Linked DNA regions of Cricetulus griseus: region 2 is linked to region 1. The links are chromatin contacts, called in public Hi-C maps. All regions are on one chromosome and are shown on one strand. The core of a region is the stretch at or near the end of the contact, and the rest is flanking DNA. Distances in the headings are between cores, read along the strand shown.

Region 1 (6,989 bases), core at 126-2,625:
GCTAAAGGCCGGAAGAAAGCTGCAGCAGGCTCCGGCTCCCCACCACTTCGGGTGAGCGTTGGAGATTCTTCCCAGGAGTTCTCACCCATCCAAGAAGCCCAACAAGATAGGGCAGGCCCACTTGATGAGGGCACTCGATGTAGCCATAGTCTGCCATCCATGCCCTTGGGGCCAAGTTTGGACCTCCTTGAACCCTGGTCCACCCAACTTTGTCAGGGCTCCCAGTCCAGCGAGATGCCACTTCCTAGCCTCAGAGCTGCAGGGCAGGGCGCATTGGCCCAGCTGATAGATGCCGGACCTGCTCTCCCAGGGAGCCCAGCCAACAGCCATACCCAGAGGGATGCAAGAGCTAGAGCTGACGGTAAGGAACCCAGAGAATACCGGGCTATGCATTCATTCCATGGACCTCTCTTTCCACAGGGTGGGGACAGGGAGGAGAGAGTACCAAATAGATAGGTCACTAGGATTTGGACACTGGTGTTCTAGGGAACCCTAAAGCCGGAAGGACAGGCCCTTAAACCAGAGCAGAATTACTGAGAGAGACAAGACGTGTGGTCATTTGTAGACATGCAGGAATTTATAGTGCTTGTGCCTCTGGAGGCTGGGGCTGGAGAACTGGTTGAGGCCAGCTAGCATGGGCAACAAAGTGAGACACCCCCCTCTTTAAGAAAACAAAACAAAACAAAACAGAAACCTCAGAACTGAACCTTGCCCTGACCTTTCAGCTCCCTAAAGTCCTTCATTATTTATTTCATTCCAAGTAATTTTTTACACCAAGGGCTATACCAGGGTGGTGCTAGTGAGATAATCTGTCCTGTCCTCGAGGGATCCCAACAAAGGACAGAAACAAAAAGCAGTCACTCAGATACAAAGGTGTCAGTGTAGGGTTTGAGTCCCCAAAAGAATAGCACAATTAGACCTGCCAGTCAGGGAAGGACTGAACAGCTCACATTTAAGCTCAGCCTGGAAGAAAAGTGAGGGTTAGAGTTTGTAGACTATCTTATAAGAACATTGTAGGCTCACACGAGAGTTGGAATCTGATGCTTTCCAGGAACTGCAGTAGACTAATTTAGCATAGCCGCTAGGATGGGGGTGAGCCACTGAAGAAGGATTTTCATCAGAAGAGTGGCTGTGTTGCTGTTATTGTTTGGTTTGGTTTTCCTTTTGCTTAATGGCACGTTTTAACTTGCTTCTTTAGAAGGATCCTTGGTAGTTTGGGTGAAGATGTGAAGTGAGAGACTTCCACATAGATTAAAAAGTTACTGGATTGAGTGATAGAGGATCTCTGTGAGTTCTAAGTAAGCCTTACTTAGTGATAACCCAGCCAGAGCAACACAGTGAGACCCTGGGGGTAGGGGAGGGAAGCAGTTAAAACTGATCATCCGGGAAGAATGTGTGGAATTACAACGTAAACACTTTGTTATTTAAGGGCTGAGCAGTGCAACCCTTGCTCTGGGCTTGATGGGACACATCCCATAATCCTAGCATTTAGGAAGTGAAGGCTGGAGAGTCAGAAGTTCAAGATTGGGCCAGTGAAATGGCCCAGCAGCCTGAGTTCAATCCCTGGAACTTAGATAACCATGAAAGGAAAGAACCAACTCCACAACGTTGTCATCTGCCTCCCACACTTGCACACAAGCATACAATGATAGGCATTTTAGCCAGGCCTGTTAACACACACCTTTAATCCCAGCACTCCTGTGGCAAAGACTGGTGGGTCTTGTGCCAGCTTGTTCTACATAGTGAGGTCCAATCCAGCCAAGGCTATATTGTCTCAAAAGGTTTAAAGCGGGTCTAGAGAGGTGACTTAGTGATTAAAGCACTTGCCAGGTATCACAGTATGCACCCTCAAAACCTGCAGATGCCACAGATGCCCGGTAGGTGCATCTGTAATTCCAATCTCTGATGGCAGAGATACCCAGAACATGCTAACTATCAAGACTGGCCATATCCATTAACTCTGGGTTTGATTGAGTCATCCTGCCTCAATGAATAAGGTAGATGAGTGATCAAGGATGATTCCCAGGATCAACTTGGGGCCTCCACATGTACTCATGCACATGCAAATGTTTACACATACATACACAGTACATAAACAAGAAACATGGAAAAGGAAAGAGAGAGGGGGAGAAAGAGAAACATAGAGGGGGCATTAAGGTGTTTTTGCTGTACTAAAAAATTTAAAGAATTTTTAATGCTTTTAATTTAAGTATTTTTATTAGATCAGTGAGATGGTTCAGCTGGGAAAGGCATTTGCCAACAGGTTGTTTGATCATGAAGTTCACATGGTGGAAGGTAAAAGTTGTCCACATGTCTCCTCCCATATACACAGGCAAATGTAAGGTTTGAAATATTTTTTATAACTATTTTGAGGCAGGGTCTTGTGCATCCCAGGTGGGTCTCAAACTGCATTGCCAAAGACAACCTTGAATTTTTGATCCTCGTGCCTCTGCCTCCTGCTGGGGTCATAGAAATGAACCTCTCTATTTATTCAGTCTTCAGGACTGACCAGGCCTTCCTGCATCACAAGGCAAGCGGTGGACTTTTATATCAAGGTAGTACGCTATTCCATAAGTCTCCAGTGAAATAGCACAGGTCTTGTCTCTTGATTGTACACACCCTTTTGAAAGTCAGTAAAATGAGTAGACAGTTCATTGAATTGTGGATGGCCCAGGAAAAACCAGTTTGAGAATGACAGGAAGAAGCTGAAATGCCTCCCAAGAGAGAACCAGAGCCACAGGGTCCACATTTAGTAAAAGGGTCTCATCAAATCCTGATAGAACAAAACTAAAAAAGCAGAGGCCAAAGTGGGATTTGATTTGTAAAGTCTCCTTGAGTTGATTTTGAGCATGTAACTGATTGCAGTCTGGTTAGTCAGCGACTTCAAGAGGTAAATGGCACAATGGTAAATGACGGGTGTGCTAGTAGATCCCAGACAGTTCCAGCCCCTCTGCTGAAACAGAGAGCACTCACTGGTTTCCCATGGAACTCTGGATGCTACCTTTTAAGAAGGAACTACGGAACTAGGTCTACTTCACCCAGACACACAACATGTTATGTGATCTCTGCCTTTAAATTTCTTAACAACCTTCTCATAGGAAAGTGAGAAAGCTTGTTTTGGGTGTTCCTGGTGGGGGAGGGGGTTGGTAGAACTAATTAACACCCATTCCTCAAGGTGGTCTCCCTTCTAAATTAATCTTATTCTTCTACCTCATGCAAGCAATATATTGGGAATAGCAGGGAGGACTTTGTTTTTGGAAGCAGGATCTCCCCCATGTAGCCCAGGCTAGCTTCAAATTTGAGCTTGCCCTGCCTCTGGCCCCCAAGTCCTGGGGATGATAGGCACATGCAGCAGAGGACATATTTTCTTAAAGAGCAGGACTAAATAGATAATCCAGATATACTTTATATAGGTGCTGATAAAGCTGTAGTTGTAATAAAGCTATGGCTGAGAAGACCCAGTTCTGCCCTGCAGTGTGATTAAGTGGAAGGAAGACATGCCTAATGGGGAAAACGTGTGCTCATAGTGGGGCTAGAGGAAGAGGTTGGGAATGGGCTCCACGCAGCCCTCGGCTACTCCAGCAGACACTGGGAGAGTCAGTGAGAATGGCTAGTTGTGGGAATTTGAGGAGGGAACGACCTAATTTATGGTAGATACGCCTGAGAACATCGTCTTTATTCTTTGAGCACCAACCACAGAAGATAAGATAAATTTACTTTTCAATAAACTGGGTTTATATAATAAGGTGATTTGAGATAGAGGAGACTGGACTGAATCAGAAGTAGAGATTTATGCATTTAACTGTTCATTTCCTAGAGACAGCAACCAGTAGGATTTGGCCCCTACTTTCTTTGCTGGAACTCCTGTGAAAAGTAACAGGCAGCAAACACATTAAGAAAAGTACTTCCCAACACTTTACAAAGGAAATGAAGCAGGGTATGACCAGAGTCTGATCAGGAAGAGTGGCGATGAGATCTCAGGGACAGCAGGATGGTCACGAGTGTGGTAAGATGAAGGACTGAATGAGGTGTGACACAGAGAATGACCGAGTGTCCTCTAAGCACAAGGGTTGACAGTCTCCTCCGTGCATGACTCTGAAACGCTTCTCTGAGGCTGTGTACCCATCCCTCGTGGCTCACTGATGTAAATAAGACAGATGGTGTGGCAAACCCAGCCTGACGTCAGTGCATGTGTGGTATGGTGTGGTGTGGTGTGGTGTGGTGTGGTGTGGTGTGGTGTGGTGTGGTGTGGAAGTACACTGGCCCCAAAAGCCTGACTCCAGCTTGGACAAAATTCTGGCTCTGCTATTTCCTAGTTGAATGATCTTAACCTGAGACGATGACTTAATGTCTCTAATTTTAAAATTTCCTGTGGCTGGGTGGCTCATACCTGTAATGCCAACACTTGGAGGTTGAGGTTGGGGGGGGGATCAAGAATCCAAGGCCAATCTTGGCTACAGAGTAAGATCAAAATCATCCTGAACTACATGAAAGCCTGTCTTAAAAAACAAAAATAAGTTAGAAGTGAATTCCTTCTGCCTCTTAGAGTTGTAGAGCCACGCCCAGGGTTTTAGTTCCTGTAAGTGTTATGGCGCCACCTTGTGTTCATTTAGATATCTGCAGCATGGGCAGAGTCATTAGGAGAGCAGTCCATTTACAAAGCTGTGGCACCCTGCTTTGCCCTGGAGGTCAGGTTAGTTCTGAGATCTGAGAACTGGCTGGAAAAGGCCCCCAGAGCTGGGAAACACATTCCTGTGCAGAAACAGTAGACAAGGAGACTGAAGTTCTTAGGGGATCATGGAAAAACAGGAATGTGGGTACGTAGTGGTGAGAGGAAGGCTGGTTCAGTTGCAGGTAAATAAGTTTACCTTGCTGCTGTGTTTGCTCAAAAACAGAGTGTGTGAGCAAACTGTGTGTGAGTGGAGACAGGGTGATGTGTGAAGGAGAGCTTGAAGTCAGCAACATCTTAATACTGAGCCTCTCAAAGTCTGCAAGTGATTCTACCTTTGACAGAAATGGAGGCACCAGGAAAAACAGGCAAAGCTGATAGGTGATGGCGGTAGAGTCTGAGCATCTCCTGGACATGGTTTTGGAACAGTCTTTCTATCAAGGCTGTTTTTGTTTAAAATGAAAGCAAAGCCCATGGCAAGATGATCTAAGATCAAGGAGAAAGTAAGCTTAATGCTGGGGGCTTGGGAGTCATCTGTGTGAAAGTCTGAAATCCAGCTACCTTTGTAAGAGAGAAAGTATTCATTGAGGTAAGGACTGAGCCTTCTAACACACCTTAACACTTTTGGAGCTCAGAAAGTGGAGCCACAGAAGACAGTACAGATCATAACACATGGGGAAAGCTTTACAAGGAGGAGCCAGTGTCCCCCTCCACAAATGTGGGTCATGCCTGCCCCCTGTCTAGGTCCTACAGCCCAGGCTTGTCCATCTTCCCACTGGATGTCATCTCCTAGCTCTGCTTTGGTTTCCCTCTCATGTGAGTTTCAGTGTCTCTGTCTCATCCTTCTCTATCCTGTTGCTCCAGGGGGTGGCACTGAGAGCCGACCAGTGCTTCGCTACAGCAAGGAACAGAGGCCGACCACGCTGCCTATCCAGCCCTTCGTGTTCCAGCATCACTTCCCCAAACAGCTGGCCAAGGCCCGAGCCCTCCACAGCCTTTCCCAGCTCTACAGCCTCTCAGGCTGCAGCCGTGCACAGCAGCCTGCCCCACTGGTTATCTCCACTGCTCAAGGCCCAGCCCCAGCTCCCTCAGAAGAGCCACAGGCATTCACACCCCAAACCACTGGCAGGGGTGCCAGAAAAGCTGGGCCTGAGCCAGAGACCTCAAGGCCATCACCCCTGGGAAGCTACTCCCCTATCCGGAGCGCCGGCCCCTTTGGGCCTAGCACTGACTCTTCTGCCTCTACCTCCTGCTCCCCTCCACCAGAGCAGGCCACAGCAGCAGAAAGTCTCCCCTCATGGAGCCATACTTGTCCTCCTACTGTGCGGCCTGCTACCTCCCAACAGCCACTGAAGGAAGACCAGAAGATTCCGACCTTGGCTGAGTACCGGCTTCATGGCACAGGAAGCTTGCCACCTCTGGGATCCTGGAGATCTGGCTTTTCCCGGGCAGAGAGCCTGGCTCGAGGAGGCAGTGAGGGCAGCATGGCCTCCAGGCCCAACAATGGTATGAGCTTCATCAATAGCCCGAGCAATCCTACCTCTCCCTTTAATGGTTTCTTATGCTGCGTTCAGCAGGGGTCACTCCCACAGCGTCTCTGGCCTATTTGCTACATGTTCCCAACCCTAGCATTTTATGTGGACCCCTGGGTAGATGTGACATGATGTCTCCTAACTCCTCCTCTCACCTGTTCTGCCCCCAGCCAACCACCTGTCCCCTCAAGCCCTAAAGTGGCGGGAATACAGGAGGAAGAATCCATTAGGGCCACCTGGTTTGTCAGGAAGCCTAGATCGAAGGCCACAGGAAGCTCGGCTGGCCCGCAGGAACCCCATCTTTGAGTTCCCCGGTTCTTTGGGCGCTGCCAACCATCTGAATTACCGGCTGAATGGTATGTGGCCACAGTCCCTGGTATACCCTGGGCAAGTGGGGAGGGGTCGGTTAGTCTGAGAGGATGGAGGGCACTCCACTGAGCTAAGAACTCTTGGGAAGAGCTTCAGGGTAAGGCTTTTCTTTTCTTTCCAGGCCAGGTAGCAAAACCTTTACCACTGACCTGCCCTGACCTGCAGGACCCCTTCTCCTTAGCTGAGAAGCCTCCAGCTGAGTTTTGTCTGTCTCCAGATGGCACCTCGGAGGCCATTTCCATTGATGTACTTCAGAAAAAAGGTGAGAATCAACACCCAGCCTGGACCCAGCTCCACTGTCACTGCCTGTGGTGCCTGGTGCCTAGCCAACCCTCCAGAACATCTGTCTTGAAACCCCAGTACCAATAAGCAGAATGAGCGTTAGGGCAAGAGATAGAGGTTTGTGTGGTATGGTGAGC
Region 2 (6,758 bases), core at 2,682-5,181, 33 kb before region 1:
CCAATGTCCATTTTCTGCTGATGATAATATAATACCATGAACTAGGGTATGTTTACAGTTGTGTTAAGAGAAGCTTGGTTTGAAATAAACACAGAAACACACACGGACAAATAATTTTTCAAATCTGTGGGCAGGAACAGGAATGGTGGTGCAGGCTTTGAATTCTAGCACTCAGACAGATTGCTGTGAGTTCAAGGCTGGCTGACATAGCAAGTTCCAGGGCACCCAGGTCTACACGGTGAGGCTCTGTCTTAAAAAAAAAAAAAATCTATAGACAGGTTTTTTGGCGCAGAATAAATAGCTAGTGTAATGACCTAACCTAAGAGTAAACTTTGTGAGCAAAAGAAGTCTGCTATCTAAAAACACAGCAAAGGGATGGATAGTTAGATATGGTTGGGACAGTGGACAGTTTTAAATTCCATTTGAAAAGAGTTTGCTCGGGCTTCTTTTATAAAGAATAGGGCTAAGGGATAGAGAGATGGCTCAGCCATTACAGGCTAGGCCTACAGCCAAGAATATAAGAGAATAGTGGTACAAAGAAGAGAATAATGGTACAAAGGTGACATCAGGAGGACTATGAGGCAAGTTTATTTCCCTATGTATGGTACAATGGTAGTGAGGACTAAGGCCATAGCAGTCGGGGGGGGGTGTCAATGAATAAATAGAGAGTATATTTCATTCTCCTTTATTTTATGTATATGAGTGTTTTACCTGCTTGTCTGTACATCATGTGCATACCTAGTACCCATAGAAGTAGAAGGCATCGGATCCCTGGGGGAAAGAACTGGAGTTACAGACATGTGAGCTGCCATTACAGACATGTGGGTGCTGGGAACCAAACCCAGGTCCTCTGGAAGAATAGTCAGTGACTAAGAGCTGAGCCACCTCTCCAGCTCCCATAAACAGAGGGGAGATGTTCTAAAGAGGGATCCAAGGACCTCTGAGGATTGGCTATGGAAAATATAGGCAACAATGTATCTATATCACTGATTTGCTCATCACCTGCCTCTCTAGTAAACAAGAATATTGAATCCTTTGCTTACTAGCCTTCCCACACAGTTCCGGCCAAGGAGTGGACCTACGTGGCAGTAGTTGTACCAGCTGATTCCACTACCCATAGCCATACCTGGCCACTCACTGTGGTTTTTGTCTCTGAGAAACTGAGTCAGTGATATAACAGGAGGGAAAAAAGGTCATGTAATGGGCTACAGCAATGGCTGTTCTTCAGAGGATCCCAGTTTGATTTTCATTTGAGGTGTACAACCTGCAGAACTTACTGATTAAGTAGGGAGTAGGTTAAGGGAAAATAATTAGGATCACTCCTAGCATCCTAAGTGCTATATATTCCCCTGTCTTAGTTAGGGTTTCTATTGCCACTGCAAAACCCCATGACCAAGAAGCACTTTGTGGAGGAAAGGGTTTATTCAGCTTATACTTCAGCATTGCTGTTACCACTGAAGGAAGTCAGGACAGGAACTCAAACAGGGCAGGAACCTGGAGGCAGGAGCTGATACAGAGGCCATGGAGGGTGCTGCTTACTGGCTTGCTCCTCATGGCTTGCTCAGGCTGCTTTCTATAGAACCCAAGACTGTCAGCACAGGGATGGCACCACCCCCCAAGGCTGGGTCCTCCCCCATTGACCAGTAATCGAGAAAATGCCTTATAACTGGATCTCATGGAGGCATTTCCTCAACAGAGGCTCCTTCCTCTGAGAGACTTTAGTTTGTGTCAAGTTGACACATAAGAACAGCCCCAAACCACTTTGTAAGTATCTTAAAATATTTGAGGCTGGAACTGCAGGGCTTGGGAAGTGTTCCTTACTTATTGGTTTATGTCAGTAGCAAATAAGGTCGTGAAGGAAAAGGTACAGAGTGAGCTGGTCCTGTGACTGACTGTTCCAGGTTTCTGGGAGGCTGTTAACAGTGTGGACCTAGCCCATGTAAACTGAAGCTGCCTGTGTGTTCTGACTATCCACCCCTGAGGACAGCATTCTCTGTCTACCTCAGACGATGTCTTATGAAACCCAACTCAGAAAGCCCCTCTTTCTACTGGACTGAAACAGTGCTTGTCTGTTTTTGAGTATCTGCTTTATTCTTTATGCAGAAGACTATGTATTTTGTGTTTTTCTTCTGACACGTGCTGGTCACTTTAAAATGGAGGACTCAGTTTCTGAAACGACATGACCTCTTATTTTTTTTTATTATTTTTAAATTTTATGTGTGTGGGTGTTTTGTCTGCATGTATGTCTATGCACCACGTGCATGAAGAAAGACCTGGGTTCAATTCCTAGCATCCACATTGTGGCTCACAATCACCTATAACTCCACTTCCAATGGATCTCTAATCTAATGCCCTTTGCTGGCTTCTGCGGGCACTAGGTGCCTTCTCGTGGCTCCCCCTGCTGGAAGACAACCAACTCTCTCCAATTCACCCTCATGCAAACTTGACTTCCAAAATTCTTACTTGATCTTGCCTGCCTCTACATAAAGTACTTTAATGGGGCAGCATATGGTAATTTTTTTTACTTTATGTCCATTGGTGTTTTGCCTGAATGTATGTCTATGTGAGGGTGTCAGATCTTGGATTTACAGACAATTGTGAGTTACTATGTGGGTGCTGGGAATTGAACCCAGGTCCTTAGGAAGAACAGCCAGTGCTGTTAACCGCCGGGCCATCTCTCCAGCCCGTTGGTGTACATTTTTAATAACAGCACTGGAAAGGCAGAGGCAGCAGATCTCTGAGTTTGGGCCAGCCTGCTGTACAAAGTAAGTTCTAGGCCAGCCAGAGCTACATAGTGATACCCTGCTTTAAAAAAATAAAAAAAAAAGACTTTTATTGTCTCTCCATCATTTACAGGTGAGCCCTGAGTCATTATAAAGTCTCCATCATTCAAGCCTGCCCAACTATCTCTTCCCCGGCTCCACCTCTTCTCACCCCTCAGTGCTATCAGTTGTTCGGCCCCTTTGTCTTTCCACACATGCTGATTCCCTCTACAACAGTTTTTGTGCTTGCTTGCTTGCTTGCTTTTGCTTTGCTTTTTGAGACTATGTCTGTAGCTTTGTCTGTCCTGGAACCCACTATATAGACCAGGCTTGCCTAGAACTCACAGAGATCAGCCTGCCCCTATGAAATTAAACGCATGTGGCACCAAGCCCGACAAACTTTTACCTCTCATTCTTTAAAGCTCAGTCCCCAGGCTTTCTGTGACTGTGTGGCTAGGATACATTAGCACTCTGAGCACACTGTGACTTATCTGCTTCCTTGGCTGGCCCACCAAGCTGCGCTTCCTAAAGGGCAGGGTCTCAGACTCTCATCATTTCTAGAATGGCTGCTGCCTACTGGGCTTCCCGAGCAGCAGGGAAGCACCGGCGTCCTTCGCCAGCCCAGCCCGAGCTGCCCTCGAGGCAGGAGGAGTAAGCGTCCCAGGTTTCACCCCTGGCTGTGCTGTGCATGGGCTACTTTGAAAATCCCAAAGCCCGAGTGCGAGATCCCCTCCCCCGCCCACACCACACCCCGGGGGCCGAATCCACTGATCTCGAGGGAGGCCAGACTTTCGCATTTTGTCCTTGTTCGTTCTGTCTGTCTGTCTGTCTGTCTGTCTGTGTTTTGTTTTGTTTGTTTTACATTTCTTCACGATGCTCTCCTGGAATGCACAGCGAGGCTCGCGGGTGAGGCCGATGCTGGAGGCGGGCCGCACGCACCCGCCCGCGAGGCCCCGCAGTCTGCGCACCCGGCTCCTCCAGCTCGAGCGCAGGGCGGCGCCGCCCCGCGGCCGCCGGCTCCGGGCGAGGCTGTGCGCGTGACTGGCGTCGGGCGCAGCGCGCCGCCGCCGGGGAGGTGGGCGCGCTCACGGGCTTGGCGGGCCGAACCAACGCGCTCCGCGGAGGGGCCGCACGAGGGCTGCCCAGAGCGGACCATCCGCACCACGCCTGCAGGGGGCGCCGGGCGTTACCAACGCCGAGCCGAGGGGAGCGGACCGGAGCGCCGGCGTGGGCTGCCCCGCGACCCCGGGAGGCGCCGGGAGGCGCGAGACGACGCCACCCGCGCGGAAGGACACGGCTGAGGTGAGCAGCGAGGTAGGCGCGCCTCTCCCCGGGCTAGCGGGACCCTGGACTCCCACTGTCTCTACATTGCGAGGGGTCCCTCGGGAAGGAGCCTCGGCCTGCCCACCCACCCTGCCCCACAGCCAGGCGCTCGGCCTGCCCGTCCCGCCCCGCCCCGCCCTTGCGCCTCCCGTCTGCACCCTCTGGTCCCCGGCTCTGCTGCAGACCCTGCTGTTCGGAGGTCCAAGGAACCCTCAGAAACCCAGCACCAGCCAGCCCCCTTTGAGCACCACCCCAAGCTCATCCCCAACTGTCTCCTCAAACTGTCCCCCTTCCCCGAGACGCCCGGACTGGCTCGTGCCAGCCATCGCTGAACCCACCACATCTGTGTCCTCCCGGTGGGAGCACAGCTGCCTGCCTGTCTTCTCTGGCAGTGACCGCAGCGGGTCCTCTGCGCCCTTCGTCCCTCCGGCTCCTGATTCCCCAAATTGGTCCTTGCCCAGAGCCAGCTTCAGTCCTCTCTCATTCTCACCCCATTTTACCTGGGGGAAACCTTTAGTTCGCTGCTGCCCCGTTACTGCACTCACCTGCCGTGAAGGACAAAGTGATCCAGTTGTCATAGATTAGCTGTGGATCGCCAGGGTGGCCCTTCGGACACTGAGAGGGCCATTCACTGCTTATCTTTGTTTCCCCAGTCCCCAGCACAGTGCCTGGCACATAGTAGCACGAATTAAATACACTATGGTCAGATAAATGGATAAATGAGACCAATGCAGGGACTATGGGGCAGGAAAGGTGTGTCCGGTTACATAAAGAAGAAAGGGGTATCATTTAGGGGATTAGTTCAGTCTTTCAGTCTAGGAATATACAGAATGTATCACCTTTCCATTCCTTCCTCCAGATTCGTTTGCATTAGGTCTGTGTACCTGCTGTCTATGTTATTTTTGTTTTTGTTTTTAAGGCGGTCTTGGGACTGCAGAGAATCTTATTGGTTAGTTCCTTAGAGGCTACACAGATAATCTTGAAAGAGCTTTGCCAGGGTTACAGTTTCTCTTCCTTGGAGACTAGCTTGCTCCCCCTGGGAAGAACTCTAGAGCCAGTCCCAGCCCTTAAATCTGACTCTGTAGCAGGTGAACTGGTGCTTCAGGCGGGTTGAAAAAGTGAAGGACCTTGGTTAGGTTCAGGGTTCAGGGACTTATTTTTGGCCCAGGCTTTAAGGAAACTAGGCGGTGTTGCTGGATGATGAAACAGCGCTGGAAAACAGTAGCCGTTTATAAGCTAGGAAGAAGGGCCTGATAGCATTATTCAACACGAGCTCAAAGTAATTAGAAAATAAAAATAGTGGCTGAGGGCATTGGTGGCTCCCGCCTTTAATCTCAGCACTTGGGAGGCAGAGGCAGGCGGATCTCTGTGAGTTCAAGACCAGCCTGCTCTACAAGAGCTAGTTCCAGGACAGCTTCCAAAGCCACAGAGAAAGCCTGTCTCGGAAACCCCCCCCCAAAAAAAAAAAAAAATAGTGGCTGAGGGTGCTGGGGATGTAACTTGCCAGCAGAGAGCTTGCCTGGCATCAAGTCAATGGCTTCAATCCCCAGAAATAAACAAATCATAAATAAATAAATAAATAGCTAGCATAGGAGTTCCTTCAAGGGCTCTGTAGACCATAAGCAGTAAGTGGCTTCTTCCCATGAAGCCACCTAACCACCATCCCTAGCAGCTCGTCCTGCTGCCTGGCCTTGGGGGTTTATACGTTCTTTCTGCTTTCTGTTGTTTTTTTATACTGAAGTCAAAGGACACTTCTTGTTTTGGGTTTCTTTAGACAAGGTCTTACTTTGTAGCCGTGACAGGCCTTGAACTCAAAGACATCTGCCTCCTGAGGGGTGGAATTAAAGGTGCAGGCCACCACAAGCAGCTTGATCATCACTTTCAGAAGGCAAGCCTGCCTCAGCCATATGCAAAGGGTGTTTTTTCATGTGCTAAGTGTCTAGCTTTGATTCCTCCTCCTCCTCCTACAAGCCTTTGTAAAGTAAAACTTTAGACATAGAAGCCCACCATGGGGAGGGGCTCCTGAGCCAAACTAAGCAATATGATTTTTTTCACTTTTCTTTTTCATAATCAGTTTTTTATGAATTTAGAATTTTCTGCTTTTTTCTGGCATAGGCTCCTTACAGACCTCAGTAACCCTAAGTCAGAACACCCTGGATTATTGATTTTTTTTCCTTAATCCCAAAACTTCAGAGCATTATCAGATAAGTTAGCTGCCCAGTTAAATTTGAATTTCTGATAAACAGCAGAGCCCTATAATTTTACTTGCTAAATCTGGCAACCATAGTTCATGGGGAGGCTTATGTGTTCTGTTTTCCTCTCAGGGCTTGCTTGCAAATTTAGGACAATAACTCACCCTTTTCTTCCTGTCTTCCTGTTACTCATACACAATGACTGTGCATTTGCTAAAAGTCACTTGACCAAAGAGGTCACAAGCAGTCCATGATCGTGTAAGGCCAGGTTCTGTGAAGCACTCTGACAGATGGGAGTTTAGGTTACCCTGAAGGTACCCACTCCAACAGTGATTTGTAATATTGTTCTTTCTGTCCAGAGAGTCTTGTTTTGCATGGGAGCACCTTTTGGGTGGACAGGAGTCAACACTGTGCTATGACTACCGGCCACGGGTGCTGGGGTAGAATGGTGGGTGTGGGATTCTTACACTGGCAACTAAGC

The links. A called contact is a pair of places that touch in the nucleus more often than the background predicts.
Region 2: a Hi-C map of fibroblasts shows a contact between it and region 1, with 3 times the contacts expected there. The contact joins the promoter of Rusc2 here to the enhancer-like site in region 1. A contact is called at or near these places in 6 of 8 Hi-C or Micro-C datasets (the CHK-Q cell line, the CHL-YN cell line, the CHO-K1 cell line and 2 more).

The regions. Positions count from the first base shown.
Region 1 is chr2:100,099,522-100,106,510 of CriGri-PICRH-1.0, reverse strand. It overlaps Rusc2 (iporin), which reads left to right. Exons shown (of 12, transcript XM_027403246.2): 2 at 1-361; 3 at 5,534-6,175; 4 at 6,372-6,557; 5 at 6,692-6,832. Among named protein-coding and RNA genes, the nearest start is that of Fam166b, 11 kb to the right of the region's middle. Within about 2 kb of position 1,375, at least 2 of the 6 cell types and tissues checked have open chromatin away from gene starts, as enhancers often do. A contact at or near this core is called in the CHO-K1 cell line and fibroblasts, where this site is marked.
Region 2 is chr2:100,135,539-100,142,296 of CriGri-PICRH-1.0, reverse strand. It overlaps Rusc2 (iporin), which reads left to right and starts at 3,931. Exons shown (of 12, transcript XM_027403246.2): 1 at 3,931-4,064.